Linked DNA regions of Mus musculus: region 2 is linked to region 1. Evidence: chromatin contacts called from public Hi-C data. All regions are on one chromosome and are shown on one strand. Each heading gives the region's core, a stretch centred on a gene start, on an enhancer-like site or on the middle of the called end of the contact. The rest is flanking DNA. Distances are from core to core; before and after follow the strand shown. Region 1 has its middle 40 kb from the start of C230014O12Rik. Region 2 overlaps Mapkap1 (mitogen-activated protein kinase associated protein 1).

Region 1 (4,259 bases), core at 1,625-4,124:
GTCTAGAACAGAGCAGCCTAGCTCCAAATGCCAGCCTCTCCAGCATCTTCTGAGGCAGAAATGAGACCTGTGATGGCTGACCAGTCCTACAAAAAGGAGCTAAGCAGAGAATAGGAGCTTAGCAGATTCCGGGAAGCCTTCAGGGTGACGTGGGTTCTGTGCAAGCTCCACCAGGTGAAGAAGGGGTGGGAGGGGGAGCGTGGGAGTGGATGTGATGGAGGAGGGACCTGCAGGACCACAGAATGAAGGGCAGGGCAAGGCAGGGCTGGGGAAAAATAGCTGAGATGCTGCTGAGCTGAGAGGATTGGGCCTGGAATGGGAGCCCCAAAGCTTCCGGACAAGGGATCGGGGTTTTCTCCACATACCATGCAGGAAGGTGAGCAAGCCTGGGAACCAAAGATGCACCAGGAAGGACAGCTGTCTCTGACAGATGCTGGTCCCCAGATCTGGGAACAAATGTCTCATATTAGGACGTAGAGCCTACAACCTGGGGCCTGTACTAGTTGCCCAAATTGGCTGCTCAGATTGCATGGCTTTCTCTAGGGACCCAGACAACAGCTCTCAAAGGGAGGGAGGATTTGATTGGTTTCACTTTATAGATAAGGAAACGGAGGTCAGAATGCTACAGTGGCTCCTCTAGAGCAAGGCTCCTTTTGAACTTCTGTACCACAATCTCTTTACAGCTGAGGAACGTAACATGATCCTCGGTATAAAGGAACTTAAGGGAGGTATGTGACTCTCGCATCTATCACCAACAAGTCACAGAGAGGTTTATTTTAAAAACAATTCCTTGGTATAAATATAATTTTATCACTTATTAAAGTTCTATTAAACATAAATTTGCATTGTAATGAGATGCACATGCCTGTTTATGTTTGCCATGAAGAATTAAATGTTGGCTGAAGATCTGACACTGCAGGAAAAGCAGTATGTTCAACGGTTTTCAAAGCTGATCAATACTTTGATTTGATCATCGTCGGTGCTGAGAACATAACTTTGCATAAGCACATAGCATGAACGTGTCAGAAGTACGTTTAGGGCTGTTTCAGTAATTGTGGGAAATCCTGTCCTGTTCCTGAGCCAAAAATCAATAGGCAGTTTTGTAAATAGGAAAGTTAAAGAGTGTTTAAAAATCAAACATCCTAACACAGTACAGTCCAAAGATGTCAGCTGACACATGCTGAGGAACGAAGGTAGAAAGTATTAAGAGTCATTGTTTTCCTTAATTAAACCATTCCACTTCTGTGAGAAAACTTTAGACAGCAGAAACACTGCAGATCATACCATTCGAGAGCCTCTAGGGTCAGCGAGCTGGCTCAGAAGGTAAGTTTGATCACCAGATCCCATATGGTAGAAGGAGAAAATGGGCTCCTTCAGGTGGCCCTCTGACCTGCACATGCACACCCTGACCCTCTCACCCACCCACCTCCAAATATAAGTAAATGAATGTTATGAAAAAGTAGATGCAATAGTCAGTCTTGAGTCCAAGTCAAGAGAGTGATGCTTTTGTGTTTCGCGCTATGGCGGTGTGTTGGTGAGTTCAGAACAAGGCTGCATTGAAGTCTTGGGAAACGACACAGGTGAGCACTGCCAAAGATGCCTCCATTTTCCTACATGTCTGACCTCTGTCTACTCAGACACCTTTCAGCGTCATTATATCCCCATCTTCACAGCCAGTTCCTTGGGTCCTATGGAGTTCAGCAGCCAGACTTTAGAACCTGAATCACACTGTAAGGGAATGGGAGGTCTGGAGGTGCCTGCCCGGGCCTCCTCGGCTGGCTGCTGTCCCCTTGGGTGAAAGGCTCAGGCAACAGGGCCAGCTGGCGCCCAGTGCCCAGGGCAGACGTACGTCCCTTGAGGGTCTCTGGCGCCGGCTTGGTGGGCAGCCCCTCCCTGAGCCTGCATGAAAGATGGCAAAGCATTATTAACAAAGGCATTGATTTTCCTATCTCTGCTTTATGTATTTTATTAGCCAAACACTCTACCGTGTAACCACTCAGCGCCACGCCGGCTGGCGATGAATCTGAAATGCCGGGGCACGTAAAAGGGAATTGACCGCATTGCTTATGCGCCAACGACGAGAATAACAGCAAAAGTGTAATAAAATGAATAGCACCCAGCAATGGCCATAAAAGAAATATGACCCAGGGGACTGCGGGATTTCCTGGGCTGCAAAATAGCTGTGTGAGGGGTCGAGGTCCTGGCATTATCATGTCTGTGGCTCTGCTCCTTGCCAAGGACTCTCAGTGCCAGCCACTGGCTTCCTCCCCAGTCATAGTAGCTGAGTTGGACACTGCCAAGACCTTTTTCATTTGAAGTGTAGGGGACCCAGATCCTAGACTAGAGAGCTGGAATTAAGTCCAAGAGCCCAAGTTTTGCAACTTCTGAAGCTTGCTGGTGCTGACTGAACCTACCTCTGCCTAGGGACTGGGGCAGAGCAGGTCTAGGACACAAGGCTGAAATCACCAGGAACAGATAGCAGCATTTTAATTCATTACGATTAGAGAAGAAAGGCTTCACATGACTGACTGAGCCCTGAATCATTGCTTCCGATGCAGGGGGATGGCTGAGATGACCTCCTCTGTGGAACTGCAGGCCTGAGGCCGGTCAGCAGGACCCTCCATCCTTTGGGTCCCATGCTGGCTCCCTTAAGTCGTAGCTATTGGCCATGCTAAATGACCAGCAAGGCCTTTGGGAAAAAGGAAAAGATGAGGGAGACTCTGTACATAGATTTGCCTGTCTCTGGGGGCTCTAAATTGTGTGACAACTGGTGGTGACAGAGGCAGTGTCACACTCCTGGGGACCTCTCAGGGTAGAGACATAGGCCCATTGATTGCTCCAAAAAGATTGCAGCAGGGTAGATGTCCCTTTCCTTGGCCTTCTTCCAGCAGCCCAAGAGCAAACACCCACCTACAGGGTGAGGCCTTGGCTGGGAGCTGTGTCAGAGAAGATGCCCAATACCTGAATAAGTTCAGAGAGAAGGCCCCAAGGCCACACAGGGAAGGTTGTATCCTCCCTTCCTCAACTGGCTCTCAGTCACCAGTAGGCCTCAGAGAACAAAAAACAAAAGTCACGGGCTTCTCCTGCAGAGTCAGCCATCAGAAAGAGGCTCCTTTCTCCAGGAGAGGCCATACCTTGGACTGACCTGGGGGCACCACACTCAGGCTCTTGCTTTCAGTGAGCCTGCTGTGCTTGGGCTCCACAGTGCCTCTGACATCACTGGGCCAATGATGGAAAGGGAGGCTTGGGGTTTGACCCTAAGGGATTCCCCGGCTAGTGGGGAAGGAAGGGGCTGGCATTAGAGCCAAACACACACTCACTATGGTGGCTTTAGTGATTAGAGGTATGTATGCACACGGCCAGACCTCTGGGGCTGGGCAGAACAACCCACAAGGCTTCCTGAAGGAAGAGGCAGAAACTTCAAATGTGACTTGACAGGTCTCATAGACAAGCGAGGCAGAGAGAAAAGGAGGGCTTGGACTTAAGGCACAGCACTGTAAGCCTAGTAAAATACGTGTGAAACAGGAGGGGTCACCAACGCTGCTCTGCACAGGCCACAGGGCCACAGGCCACAGGGCCACAGGGCCACAGGGCCACAGGGTCACAGGCCACAGGGCCACAGAGCCACAGGGCCACAGAGCCACAGGCCACAGGCCACAGGCCACAGGGCCACAGGGCCACAGGGCCACAGGGCCACAGGGCCACAGAGCCACAGAGCCACAGGGCCACGGGGCCACAGGGTCACAGGCCACAGGGCCACAGGCCACAGGGCCACAGGGCCACAGAGCCACAGGGCCACAGGACCATATTCTGAGGCTTGGCCTTCCTCTGAACACCAAGCTCACCCAGGCAAGGTTCAGTGGCTTCTCTTGCTGTTCTGGGAATGGAACCTAGGGCCGTCTGTGCACATGTGGGGGGAGGGCTCAGCCATTGAGCCACACCCTGGCCCTTCTTTTCTCTTTATTTTATGACTTCATTTTCCCCTCTTAAAGGTGGCTTCTGTTTCCTGATGCCCCCTGCGCTGAGGAGCACACAGCCACACTAGCACTCTCGGCTGTGGGGGGAGAGCGGCTTACTTATTACCCTCCAACTACCGCAGAACCACCTGATTGTTTACATTTCTCTTGCTTACGTAATTGTGTTTGGCCTTAGCATGTAAATTGGGCCATAATTACTGTATAATTCATAGTTTTTATATCTTATAACAAGTTAGTGTCTAAATCACACACCCCCATGTAAATACTTTAAAATTATTCAGT
Region 2 (4,466 bases), core at 1,680-4,179, 380 kb before region 1:
CTGTGTGATGAGCTGCTTGGTGGCATCATTTAAGGGCACTGTCAGCAAGTAGCCTTTGATCCAAGCATCAAAAGCTCCCTGAAGGTCAGCATTCTGGGCTCAATGTTCAAAGCTTTCCAATTGACAGGAAAACTCAGAAGCAGTGTAACTTAATGGCTTTGAGGGACAGCAGGCAATAGAAACTCAGTCACAATGTGGGGGAAATTCAGTGAGAATTAAAGAGTTTTTAAATCTGTATAATATGCATTCACCATTTAACAATCACAGAAGTAACAGCAGCAACTACTGCTTATTGAAAATTTACTATGTGACCAGCACTATTTTAATCTGTTAAGAAGCCTGCATTTAATCATTTAATCCTAAAAGAGCACATATAATTTCAGAGAAACAAGGCTGGAGGCATCAGGAAACTATCCTGAGGCAAAACTCACACTCATCCTATTTTGGAACTATTGAGAACTTAACAAAATGGTCCCTAACACATGTACAGTCTGTGGTAGAGAAGGTCAGAGAAGCTCACAGATGGCTGCTTTCTTTATAGGCATAGGGAAACAGCATACTTTGAAATAGAAACTGTACTCTTAGAGTTTTACTTAACCCTACTTTTAATAATGGTTCTTAAATGTTTAACCTCCCTTCTAGCCCCTCACCACCAGAGGTAGTGGAAAAGAAAGGTTATTAGGATATGGAGGAAGTGAACCGGTTTAGAAATGGTTCTTTGGAGCAAATCCCATCTGTGTTGTCAGGAAACCAGAACTTCAGTTTAGACGTCAGCAGCAGCAGTTTGAGCCACTGGCAAACACTTCACCAATTACCATCAGGCTAGTTCAGTAGTGCTGGGATAGCAAACATCAATCAGCAATGGTGGCACAACCTAGCAGAGATAGGCAGCCAGGCCTCAGCCGAATCAGCAGGAGGTACAAGGACCTCTGGGGATGGCAGAAGTTCTTTGCCATGCCCCTCTCAATGAAGCAAAGATCAGCAAAGATGCGAGACCAAGAAGCGTTGCAAGGAAGCCTCTCTCAGGCCATTGAGTCCTATTTATATGTCCTCCAAACATCTTGAGTCCTCCACAGGTCTTGCCTCATCACGTATCTTGCCTTGGCACATAAGTCTGAATCAGCTGACATCACTCTGCCAATCAGCACAAGTAGCAAGAAACCACCAGCATACCACCAGAAGTTTTTTGGTGTGTTTCTCTCTGTGAAGTCCCAACAAATTGTGACTAATAAACAATGGCAAGGCATACTAATACCATCCAGCATCATCCACCATCTGTTGGGTCCTTCTTAATATCATGCATCCTTTCATCTGTGTCTGCACAAACATCCTTTCACCTGTGTCTGCTTCAGCAACATTACAAACTTTCCAAAGAAAACATTTAGTTTCCTGTGTCTGCTGTGTGGACTGGACTACAGCTGCTGGTTTGTGTATGGTGTTTGCTAGTGGACTGGAATGCAGCTAGCTGACTCATGTTTGGTGTTTGTTGGCTGACTGGACTGAGAACAATGAAGACTGAAGTCTCACCAAAGAACCATTTCTAAACACATCCACTTCCCCATATCCTAATAACCTTTCTTTTCTGTTATCTTTGGTAGGTGGTGGACTAGAGGGGAGGTTGAACCCTTATTAAGTATATTGAGAAACATACATGCCTATAATACCTAACTAGCCACACCCAGGAGAAGAGTCAGAGGAGCTCCCTCAGGAGAGATGTCTCAGCTCTGTATCACAGCAGTGGAAAGGGAGCAGTAATACCAAAAGGCAGCAGAGCACACTGAGCTGTAGAATATAATAATGGCTAGTTTGAAGTGAAGTTTTCCCTTTGTTGGGTAAACCATATAGTTACTCTGACTCCATTTCCTCACAGGCAAAACAATTCTTGGACATGAAAGTATTTATAGTAACATCTGTCAAATAATAATTAAGTAATTACTAACATACTAGCCATTGACTAGTCTTTATTAAAAGTGATATATAATGTTCAGGTACAGTAGCAAACATCTATCACTCAACACTCGAGGGGCTAAGGATCTTCAAGCTTCAAGCCAGCTTGGGCTACCTAGTGAGATCTGGTCTCAAAAAAATAGGCAAACAAAGGAGTTACATATACTGAGAATAACAGTTCCCAGCTCTTAATTGTTCCTATAACCCCTTCCCCAAAGAAAGGCAGGTGCTATTATTGAACCTACTTTATAACAAGAAAGTGACAGGTTAAGACACGTACCTGGAAATACACATTAAGTTAATAAGTTCTATAGCCAGCAACAAATCCTGCAGGAGCCACAATTTAACCCTAGATGGACCTTATATCTCCTAGATTCCAAAGTGTTTTTAACTCTTTTGTTGCTTAGATTGGAGGCTGGGGTACTCAGGGCAAGAAGAAACTTCCGGAGAGCAGTTCATCTCCCAGACGGGAGTCAATGACCAACCTGTGGAAGAGTTTTACAAATACCCTGGCTCACAGGTCCTTTCTAAAGATATCCTGAAAATGCCGTGGTTTCAGTTTCCAGAGGTGGGATAAAGCTGCCAGGAACAGTGCTCTGTTCTCTGGTCCTGACCAGTTCACAACAGCATGGAGATGCACTGCTCTGGTTGCCACCTGCTCTAGCCCCCTTCCATGTGATCATTCCCCAGTACTTCAAAGTAGAAAATGAAAATAGATGAGCAAGAAAAAGCGTTGCAATAATTGCAGAGGCTCTGGGTATCATTTTATCCACAAAGGGAGCTGACACTAGTGTGAATGCCAGTTTGTTTCCCCTTGCACTGATAGAATTTTTTGAAAGATCAAAGCACATTGTGCAAGCATGCAATGTTTGACATTGGACAAAGTACTTTTTTTTCAAAACAGACATTTTCCAAAAACATAACTCGCTAGACTAATGGGCAGTGAGAAGCCAAAATGACTGCCCTCCGCCTTCTCCTTGTGTATCTTTGCCAGAGTCCTTGGGACTTGCCAAATCTGGTCATGCCTGCTTAGCTTGCTCGACTGATTGTGCCAGAAAAGAAAATAAGACACAGATGTATTTGAGCTCTTTGAGATGCCAGTAAGAGAGACAGCTAATGGCTTCATTTCGACCCTCCCCTTCCAGCTGGGCACAGGTGGGGATAATGAGGTCCCTCTCCCTAATCAAACTCAATTATTTACTACTCTATATAACCGCAAAGACATTCACATTCCGTTCAGAATATAAAACACACTGTGGGCTACTTCCAACCACTGCCACTGAGTATTTATAACAAACTCAAGTGCCTAACAGTTTGCCTTGGCAGGAGTTTAAGTGTGTAAAGTTTTGCAAACTGTTTCTGTTCAAATATGTCCTGCTGAAATGGGGTCCCAGGCGGGGTTCCATAACTGTCAGGTCAGTGAACTGTGTAACATGTGAGAACGTATTCACCATGCAGTGCAGACAGGATCTGGAAATCAAATGCTCCGTTCCACTGCAACCTTCTGAAGCATCACGGTTGTTTCAGCAGCAAGACTGACACTGTATTAATAAACATTACGAGTCACTAGCCTGACATGTACACAGCAGCAGCTGACAGACTCCACCGTAAGCCAAGGGAGAGTAGAGGAAATCAAAACGAGACCCAGGAGCCGAACACAGCCAAGGGGGCTGCAGCATAGAATAAACCGTACTAACTCAGAGTGTGAGAGGCCCAAACTTTTAGGAGGCACAGTAACTACAGTAACGGCTGGTATGATTTTTGGATACTGAAGTAAATTGATGACTATCTAAAATATGTGTTTCGGTTGTATGAATAAAGCATACCCTGGCACACTTTCTATAGACGGGACATCCCAGTGAACAAAGCATACATACTTGGTTTGTCTGACCTTTAAATTCTTAGAACTATGTAATTCTTTCCATCTTTATTAATTGTTCCAGTATTTCTGTCACTATAAACAGACACAAAGAAAAATCTTTTCTTTCCTCCAGACAATAGCCTTTGCCAAAAAGGAAATCAAGTCAGATTTACAAATACAAAATTAAACAAGCTGCATATGTTCCATTTCCATATATGAGGACAATCTGGACAATGAGGATGTTTGCTAACACAACAGAATGGAAAGAAACACCACGCAGTTGGTCAGGGTAATTCATCCCCAGATTGCCAGGCTTGAAACACACATCTTGTTTTTTTATTTGCTCTACCCTTTCCAAACTCTTTGCTCTTGCTCTGACCCCCAGCTTAAGGTTTTAAAAATGAGCTGCTTGTAAGGAATAAAGGCAGAAAGTAAATAAATGAAAAGTGTTTGCCTTTTCTCCTCCTCCGATTTCTATTTTATAGACCACAAGGCAACACCACTTAAAAGCAGAAGCGGCTTCTAGTCAATGATGCCCTTTTTGATAAAGGATTGGTCATTTGGGGTATATTTTAGAGATAGCATCAGAGAGGTAAGTTAAAAATTACAGGCTTTTAAAAGTTCTCACATAAAAAAGATGAGGGAACCCTGGGCATGC

The links. A called contact is a pair of places that touch in the nucleus more often than the background predicts.
Region 2: a Hi-C map of liver shows a contact between it and region 1, with 4 times the contacts expected there. The contact joins two enhancer-like sites. A contact is called at or near these places in 2 of 484 Hi-C or Micro-C datasets (bone marrow-derived macrophages and liver) and 1 of 9 other capture datasets (embryonic stem cells).

The regions. Positions count from the first base shown.
Region 1 is chr2:34,145,251-34,149,509 of GRCm38.p6, reverse strand. No RefSeq gene overlaps it. Among named protein-coding and RNA genes, the nearest start is that of C230014O12Rik, 40 kb to the right of the region's middle. Within about 2 kb of position 2,874, at least 6 of the 459 cell types and tissues checked have an H3K27ac peak or open chromatin away from gene starts, as enhancers often do. A contact at or near this core is called in liver, where this site is marked.
Region 2 is chr2:34,525,719-34,530,184 of GRCm38.p6, reverse strand. The region is part of intron 6 of Mapkap1 (mitogen-activated protein kinase associated protein 1); the gene reads right to left. Among named protein-coding and RNA genes, the nearest start is that of Gm34178, 47 kb to the left of the region's middle. Within about 2 kb of position 2,929, at least 46 of the 459 cell types and tissues checked have an H3K27ac peak or open chromatin away from gene starts, as enhancers often do. A contact at or near this core is called in liver, where this site is marked.